Linked DNA regions of Mus musculus: regions 1 and 3 are each linked to region 2. A link is a contact called in public Hi-C and promoter capture Hi-C data. All regions are on one chromosome and are shown on one strand. The core of a region is the stretch at or near the end of the contact, and the rest is flanking DNA. Distances in the headings are between cores, read along the strand shown. Region 1 overlaps Pacs2 (phosphofurin acidic cluster sorting protein 2). Region 2 holds the start of Tmem121 (transmembrane protein 121). Region 3 holds the start of 9230104M06Rik (a long non-coding RNA gene).

Evidence for each region. A called contact is a pair of places that touch in the nucleus more often than the background predicts. Capture Hi-C pulls out chosen DNA fragments and counts their contacts.
Region 1: a contact with region 2 is called in a Hi-C map of nephron progenitors, with 3 times the contacts expected there. The contact joins the enhancer-like site here to the promoter of Tmem121 in region 2. A contact is called at or near these places in 1 of 15 datasets of contacts at CTCF or cohesin (large pre-B cells), 1 of 484 Hi-C or Micro-C datasets (nephron progenitors) and 2 of 9 other capture datasets (adipose tissue and liver).
Region 3: a contact with region 2 is called in a promoter capture Hi-C map of adipose tissue. The contact joins the promoter of 9230104M06Rik here to the promoter of Tmem121 in region 2. A contact is called at or near these places in 5 of 39 promoter capture datasets (the HPC-7 cell line, cranial neural crest, embryonic stem cells and 2 more), 1 of 15 datasets of contacts at CTCF or cohesin (large pre-B cells), 6 of 484 Hi-C or Micro-C datasets (B cells, cortical neurons, embryonic stem cells and 1 more), 7 of 115 datasets of contacts at active chromatin or transcription factors (embryonic stem cells, extraembryonic endoderm stem cells, large pre-B cells and 2 more) and 3 of 9 other capture datasets (adipose tissue, liver and pancreatic islet).

The regions. Positions count from the first base shown.
Region 1 is chr12:113,030,228-113,033,044 of GRCm38.p6, forward strand. The region is part of intron 1 of Pacs2 (phosphofurin acidic cluster sorting protein 2); the gene reads left to right. Among named protein-coding and RNA genes, the nearest start is that of Pacs2, 17 kb to the left of the region's middle. Within about 2 kb of position 1,409, at least 105 of the 459 cell types and tissues checked have an H3K27ac peak or open chromatin away from gene starts, as enhancers often do. A contact at or near this core is called in adipose tissue, liver and nephron progenitors, where this site is marked.
Region 2 is chr12:113,184,577-113,187,288 of GRCm38.p6, forward strand. It overlaps Tmem121 (transmembrane protein 121), which reads left to right and starts at 1,327. Exons shown (of 2, transcript NM_153776.2): 1 at 1,327-1,382.
Region 3 is chr12:112,999,231-113,002,031 of GRCm38.p6, forward strand. It overlaps 9230104M06Rik (a long non-coding RNA gene), which reads left to right and starts at 1,494. Exons shown (of 3, transcript XR_001780729.2): 1 at 1,494-1,682; 2 at 2,127-2,196. Brf1 (BRF1, RNA polymerase III transcription initiation factor 90 kDa subunit) reads right to left here and starts at 1,391. Exons shown (of 18, transcript NM_028193.3): 1 at 943-1,391. The coding sequence starts at 1,126.

The DNA.
Region 1 (2,817 bases), core at 159-2,658, 150 kb before region 2:
GTCACTTTGGACTGTTCTGCCCCAGCTGGTGCCAGCCAGCTGTGGAGGTGTTGTTAAAGCAGTCTGGGACACACCTGGGACAGGCAGCCTCGGGTGACTCCTTAGAGAGCTGAGCATTTGAGTTAGTCAGACCCTTTGGTGACACAGGAGCCTGAGAACAGCCGTTTATGAGGCTGAGGGGAGAATGGTTTACTTTGCTCAGCTTCAGAGGAGAGCACAGCTATTTACCTTGTGACGGACAGGAAGCAAAGAGCACTCCTGTGCTACAGGCTCGCTCCTCTTCCTTCCCTGTCCCACCTGCTTCCAACTGCCTATGGTGCCTCTCACACACCCTCATAGCAAACCTAGAGGTATACTAGTCTCTTAGGGGTTTTCCATAGCCAGGCAGATGATGTTGGAGAGTAGCTGCCACAAGGTTGAAGGCACGGGAAACAGCATCCATTCACACCCAGCACAGGGTGTCCCATTCTTTTTGATTGTTTTTGAGACAGGCTGTTACTTAGTATGGTCTGGCCTGGAACTGAATATATGGTGAGCTTGGCCTTGAACTCCTGATGGTCCTAAGTACTGGGATTACAGTTGTGTACCAACACACCTGGCTTGCATTCCCGTTGTTGTCCACCCTTCACCCTCTGCCCCATGAACTGCTGTGGGAGGGACAGGAGAAAGGTGTTGGCACTTCAGTCTAGAGGTCTAGATGTTCCCAGGCTGGTGGCTCCCAGACTCTCACCTTCCTGGTTGGAGACATCTCTTGTGGCTGCAGACAAGATGGTTGCTCAGGCCAGAGGCCTGCTGTTCCTTGTACCCCATGAACATTGCCACGAAGGACATGTCAGATGCCTGCACTCACAGCCTCTGTCTATGAAGGGAACCTCCTCAGGCCCTGCCTGCCTCGACACTGAATGAATGCTGGCTTGTGGAGGTTGTGGGTGACTTTGAGGTGAATGTGGCTTTGGGCCTGGCCCACACCGAGCCCGGCCTGTCTTCCTCTGATATGACCAGTTGCAGGGCAGGGCTCCCTACAGTGTCCTACAGCAGGGCTCTGCACATCTCTTCCTTCCTGCGACGTGTCTTTTCTCCCTCCGTAGTGCCTCCTAAAAGGTGGCCCAGATCATAGATCAGCCGAGTGCTGAGGCTTGTGGAGCCTGCCTTCCCACGCAACCCTGGGAAGCCTTCTCAGGAGGTCTGGAAGGAAACAGCTATCCCCACCACAAGGCTAACTGCAGCCTAGGCTGGCCTCTGTCCTGTTTGAAGCCCTAGTCTCCATGTTAACTCTCGCTGTTAACATGACAGAAACATCTTTAAGGAGGAAACTTGCTTTCAAGTTTGAGATGTTTCAGTTCCTGACTTTTAGAGCTGTGGGGAAGCAGAACAGAAAGGCCAAAGGGTGTGGTAGAGACTACTCGCGGGGTGGGAGGGACGGGCCACGTCAAGATGGACTCTCCAGGGTGACCTCTTTCCTCCAGCCATGACTCCTCCTTTCAGAGTTCCATAATCTTCCAATTTTGTATCTGCCAGTGGTTCATTGATGAGACCAGCCCTCTCATGACCTAGTAGTCCCTGGAAGGACCTCACCGGCCACTCCAGAACTGTGCTCTAATAATCTCTTAGGCATCTCAGTCCAGTCAAACTAACGATCAAGACTGTCACAACCTCACAATGGCATGCCCGTGTGTGACACAGGAGATAGAAGTAGAGGGGAGAGACACTCCCCTTCTGTCAGCCATCATGTGCACAGCACACTCGCATACCTGAGGCTTCTGGCTTGTGATAGAAGAATGGGATGGTCCCTGAGCTGAAGGATCCAGGCAGGCCCTGTTGATCTGAGGGCACAGCCTCCTGATGGCAGGATCCCAATTATTTGATGCTGGTGGCTCCTCGGTGGAATGGTGGAACACATGGCCAATGCAGCCCCACTTTGAGTTCTGTGTTCTAGCCTCACCCACAGAGCCCCTTCGGAGCTTGCCTACAATCCCAGCAGAGAGTACGCAAATGGCTCCTCCTTGTTGACTGTGCTGTCTGCCGCCTTTGCCCTGGTCCCAGGACTGAGTGGTACTATCTGTTCCTCTTCTCCACCACCTGCCTTGATGGGGCTGGCCTCTGATGGGGTGAGGTGGGAATGTAGTAACACAGTGGTTGGAGGGTATCTGGCCTGGTTACGGCCCGCTGACCCTTGCCTTCTATAGAAGCTGCCCTGGCCCTGAGTGCTGGCCAGTGGGGGACATTGGGAAGCACTCTTGAACTTCTTTTCTCATTAACCAGGGGCAACCAAGTCCAGATAAGGTCCAGGCACTGAGGAGAAAACTGAGCTGAGCCGGTGAGGCCGGCAGCTGCCCCAGGCCACACAGGTACATTTCTGGCTCGAGGTTAGCAGGTGCTCAGGGTGCAGTGAGTGAGCCCATAGCCTCTCGTAGAACCTACTCCCCCAGGACTGTCAGTCACACTGTGCCTTTTAACAAGAGAACTGGCAGACTTGCATATACAGTCCTGACACTTGGACACACACAGGGGTAGGCACCACCCTGCTTGGCCTCCAGGGTGCTGGCATGTGGTATTTCTCTGCCCACAGGGCATGAGAACAAATGGCCAGCTGCCACCACAGACCCAGCTCCCACGTGGCCAGGCATGCATGAGGGGGCTGCGCCTGGAACAAAAGGCCCTTCAGTTTTTCCTCCAACAAACATAGGGTCAGCAGGTTTGGGGGCCTGAGATTTAGTCCTTTGTGAGACAGAGCTCATAAGCTCTGTGTGCCATCACATGCCTGAGGGAAAGGTGGCAATCGGTGTTTGTAGAGGGCTGCCAAAGTGCTTTCCACAG
Region 2 (2,712 bases), core at 77-2,576:
GGAGCGTCCCCTTTCCCTGTGTTTGCCCACAGATTCGAGGATGCTGGCATGGGATACAGAGAGAGCACTGAGGCAAGCTGGCAGGTTTTAGGTGAGGGTTGGGTTAACCGTGGCTGAGAGGAAGTAGGAGAACGAAGGAAGAAACAGAGCAGACAGGGCTGCCACCTGCCACCTGTCCTTCTCCTCCCAGCCGCCTCCTCACTCCTGCTTGACTCTGTCAGGGGTGTTCTCCCCCCAGGCCCCTGGTTCTCTAGGTTGAGGAGATCGAACCTTTCCTTGCTAGATGCAGGGCCTCTTCCTGGGTACACGAGAGCTTCGGGGTCTTGTTGCACTTCTGGGGAGAGAGCTGGTTGGTTGGGGCTCATACTGCTTACTACAGGGCTGTTCCTTAGCCTTCTCTCCCGACGATGGGCATCTTGGAACCACCCCCTACTAGGAGGGTGACCCAGTATGGCCTGATATTCTAGCTTCCCAGGGTCACCAGAACAGAATGCATCACTCAGAGCTGGCTGCCAAGTGTACCCAATGTCATTTAGGCTGCTGACAGGAGCTCCCCCCTTCAAGTTCCTTCAGCTCTCTTGCCCTCAGTGCTTGCAGAGCGAAGCTGCAGCTCTGGGAAGAAGCGTAGGCAACCAGTTAGCCTCCTGTTGTCCTCTGGGCAGGGCAGCCCTGCTATTGGGTTGTCAGGTAAGGAATGGGTCACTCAGTGAAGGCAGGACCTGGAGAGAAGTCTTATCCTGGAGCCTCGATGCACTCCCATTTGGCCCTCCTTGTACTGACTGAAAGCCTCACAGCTGGGTTTTCCCCATAGAGTATAACACTCCAGTGTTGGGATCTAGGCCCTAACGTGTGTGTGTCCCTGTGAGCCTGTGAGCCACTGCTGAGGTCTGGCCAGGAGGTATAACTGCGGCTAGCTAGCGGGGCACTTAGTCCCACCCCTTTGTCCAGCCACCTCCGCGGGTCCCAGTCCAGAGGTCTTCCTGAAGCAGGAAAGCAGAGTCGCTTTATTGGCTGTCAGGGTCTGAGCTTGGAGAGCTACATACAGAGCCATTTCATGGTGTGAGGAGGACTCTTTGACAATTTTTTTGCTGTGAGTGAGGCCGAGTGGACTGACCACAGGGTCTGGGGTGGATGCTAGGTTGTCTGTCACCTAGTGCCACCTGTCCTGAGCGCGCAGAGTTGTCGCCATGGCAACCTGAACTACGCAACAGCCTTAGGACCTGGGTCCTCTCTTGGCTGGGGTCCGGGCGTCCAGGGGGCGCGGGGCGGAGCCTCGGCCGGAGGCGGTGCCCGCGGCGGAGGGGCGGAGCGCAGCACGGAGCGCCTGGGCCCGGCGCGGAGGCTCGGCGGGGCCGGCCGGCGCGCTGCATCTGGCCGGCCGGGTAAGCGCGGGATGCGAACGGCGGGACAGCAGGAGGCGGGTGGCTGAGCCAAGCGGGTCGGCAGAGCTGGGCGGTAGGCGGCGGCGGCAACGGCAACGGCAGCGGCAGCGGTAGCGGCAGCGGCAGCGGTAGCGACTGCCAGTGGGCCTATACTATTCCCGCCCCCAGGCTGCAGGCCGTGGGCTGGGCAGGGGCAGCTGCATGGCGGCGGGACCAGGCCCAAGCCCCACTGGGGAAACCTTTAGTGGGAAAAGACAAACTGAAACGCAACCTGCTGGGAGCCATTAGACCCTCCTCAACGGGGTTGAGGAGGAGAGGACCCTCCTTCGCCTCAGCCTCTCCTTTGGAGATGCTAAGAGGGTATCTTGCAAAGCGTCAGAGAGAGAGAGAGAGAGACAGGCATTTTAGGGCTTGGAGGCCCTGAATCTCTCTCTGGTGTGAGGCTTGAACAGGGGGCAGGGTTGCTAGGGCATTTGGGCCTGGCGTGGGAGACTCAGGCCAGGTGGACCTGGGCTGGGTCTCTGGGAACATGGCTAGGGCAGAGTGTGGGGGAGGGGTCGTAAGGCTTGGGTTCTGGCTTTCTGAAGGCCGGGCACTCCTCTCTTAGCGGTTGGGGTCTGTCCCATTACCAATTGGCTCGTGACATTTGGTATTTGACAGTGACCGAGCAAGGGAGCGATGGTGTGCAGATGATGGAATGGGTTGGCCAGCAGCAGGCTATTCGGCCTGGACAATTGCTAAGAGGAAGGGAATTCTCAGGTTTTGGCTGTAGCCAATGGAGTTCCAGGTGGGCAGGGGTGGGTCCAGCCTGTGCGTCCTGGGAGAGGAGTACCTACCAGTGGGAGTGAGAGTGGGTGTACCTGACAAGGAGGAGCCCTGCTGTGGGCAGATGACTCCTAAACACCTTATAGAAGCGCACTGAGAACCCCAGGGGTGAATGGAAGAGGCAGAAGCTGAGATGGAGTTTGAGGGTTACTGTGGTGTCACCAGGAGCAGGTTGAATGCATCGCTGTCATGGGTGACACTAAATTTTATGTCTTTGTCTAGACAGGACAGTAAACAGAGCCCTTGTGCCAGGTGCTTTGGAGGAGAGGCCTTGATTGGAAGTGGCTTTGGGTTGGGTGGTGTGAACAAGCTCAGATATCAGGACGCACAATCTGGCCATCTGAGTACCACAGACATGACAGCCAGTGCCAGGAACATAGGGAGAGACTAAATCCCACTGATGGCTTTCCTGAGGTTGGCCCTGCGATCAGAGGAGCTGGAGGTGCAAGTGTGCTAGGCCAGAGAGGGTATAGCAGGAGGTGTGGTCAGGAGGAAAACACTTCTG
Region 3 (2,801 bases), core at 244-2,743, 190 kb before region 2:
GGCTGAATGCACTACAGAACCCGGAGCAGACTCACACAGGGGGGCAGACAATGACCTCTGCGGAAGGAACAATGGTAACTCCATGTAAAAAAAAAAAAAGGAATCCTTTCAGCAAACTATGTGTGGAAAATGGTACCTCCGCAGACAAGAAAGGAGCCTCAGCCCGCACATCCCACTTTCCACAAGGCTTAACTCAAAAAATGTGGACTAGGCTTCCACTGACATAGGGATTTGGGAACTGTTTAGTGTGCCAGAGTCCCTGGGCTAGATCCCCAGTCTACAGAAAATAAAAACAAAACTGCGTAAAAGTGTAAACAATAACTTTTAGAAGACAAACGCGGTGACTCAAAGACATCTTAGATTCGTGACAAAGGAAACTCTCAAGAAAGAAAAGGCGACAAATTGGAATGCTTCAAAATGTAAAACCTTTGGTCAAAATAGTAACATTTGCCTCAAGAATCAGATATACAAAGAAAGACTTGGAAGTATAACTCACCTAGAGACTCGACATTCAACGGTTAGGAAACAAACCCTTATTTTAAAAAGATAAGGACTCAGGCGACTGGGCAGAGAATTGAGGCTGGGCACATCTTCTTCATAGCCCTTAGGGCAATGACACCTGTTAGAGTGGCCAACCGGATAAACGGAACCTGCGAGCCTGAAAGCCGTGCCTGTCAGATTTCGGGACCCAGCCCGACGACCTCCGTTGGACCGGACCGCGACGCTTGGACCGGGCAGATCGCGGAGTTTACATCGGCGTACGGGACTCGGAGGGGACCTGGCTGCAGATTCCCGGCCCGGCCCTGCCTCAGTTTCCCTGTCCGACTGCCCACGGTCTGTCACAGGACGACCTACTTCAGTTTCCCCGCCAGCCTCGACTCCTCCCTCGGACCTCGCACACGCAGCCCTGCCCGGCCCCCTCGCCCGAGCTGCAGAACTCACCGTCCAGCGACACGAACTGGCCGACCGCCGACGAGCCGCCGCCGCTGTTCTCCACGAACTGCACCTCGGACACGATGATGTTGTCCTCGAGCACCGAGCCGCAGCCCGTGCACACCGCATCGCCGCGCGCCGCATCCAACTCGATGTCCGTGCCGCCGCAGCCGCGGCAGACGCGGCCCGTCATGGTGGAGCCGCGGGGCCCCACCGGCCCCCCAGCCGCTCAGCAGTCCGCTCTCCGCCCGCGGCCCTCAGCCCGCAAGGCCCGTCGCGCCGCCTCCGTCTGCGCCGCACTCTCGCGAGGCCGCCGGCGCCACGCCTGCCGATTCGTCGCGGCAGATTCGCCCAGCGCGTGCGGGCCGCGCTGCCTGCAACGGCCGCGCCCGCGGGACCGATAAAGGAACTCAAGAATCGTTGGGACGCTGGGACCGAACCGCCGACCTTCCGGGCGGCCGGAAGCAAAGCTCCAAACCTGGAACCCGGAGGCCTCGCGGGCCAAAAGCCAACAACGGGGCGGGACTGGAGGGCGGGCGAGAAGGGCGGGGCGGGGCGGGGCGGGGCGAGGAGCGCAGCCCGGGACCCGACTCGGGCCGTGGGAGGAGCCTAGGAGGAAATGCGGGCTGAGGGAGGAGCCTGGGACAGGGGCGAGGCTTAAAGTGACGGGGCCCGGAGTAGGCCGGTGGGTGGAGCTGGGACGAGTATGGGAGGAGCCTGTAGATGGCGCCGAGGCCACGAAGCTTTCGGTATGCGGAGCCGAAGGAGAGCCGATTGTCTGAGAGAGGAAATCTGGAAACAAAGTAGTGGGATGGGTTTGTGGGCGGTAACTTGTGTGCGGCCAAGGCCCGGCCCGTGGAGCCTGCACTGATTGGCACAATAGGCTTTGGGAGCGTCCTGGGCTGGATGTAGTGGGAGTAACTTGGGGAGTCAGCAAGCCCTAGAGGGCAGGATCAAGGACTGCCGGCGGGGCAGCGTTTAAGAGGGACCTGGAATGTTCTCCCAGACTCTGCTGCAGACACCTCATCCCCCATCCCTCAGTCCCAGGGTGAACAGTCTCTGGGACCACAGTTGGTCACCTCAACGCTGAGTTCTCAGCAGGACTTCCTATTTCCTGGCAGTAACGGGTCTGGGTAGTAGGGTAGTGAGCTCTGGGTAAAGTAGAGCATACACAGAACCCTCTGCATCCGCAGGCGCTGCTCACAATCTCAGCCATACCTGTCAGTCCTTGGGAAGTTTAGCAAATCTTGTGCACTACTACAGGTAAGAAACTCCAAAATTAGACTGCAGGATGCCACAGGAGCTCAAACTAAGAGGGAAGCATTGTAAATATGCAGACTTCTGATCAGCTTGCAAAACCAGCGTTATCAACACAATTTAGAAGAAGAACAAGAACAACAACTTGGAAAAAGCCGATTGTGTTGGTGCACACCTTTAGTCCCAGCACTCCAGAGGTAGGGGCAGGTGAATCTCTGTGAATTAGAGGCCAGCCAGGACTCTGTTTTATACATAGAGTAACCCTGTCACAAACAAACAAACAGAACTTGGGAGGGATCTCCTCAAAACATAGCAAAGGAAGGGTTGGTGAGATTGCTCGTCAAGTAAATGCCAAGCAAATCTGTCTGCCTTGCTTGAGTTCAATCCCAAGAACTCTGGTAAAGGCGGACTGAGAGAATTTACTCCACAAAATTCTCTTTTGACCTCCACACATGTACCCTCTCACCATCATGTGCACAATACATATTAAAGTCAAATGGCAAATGAAGGAATTGAAGGATTTGGAGTGCTGCACAGTTCCTGTGCTCTCGAGTCACCCCAAGGGATCCCAAATCAACATGTCATTGAATGCCTCAAAAGGTCCAGGACAG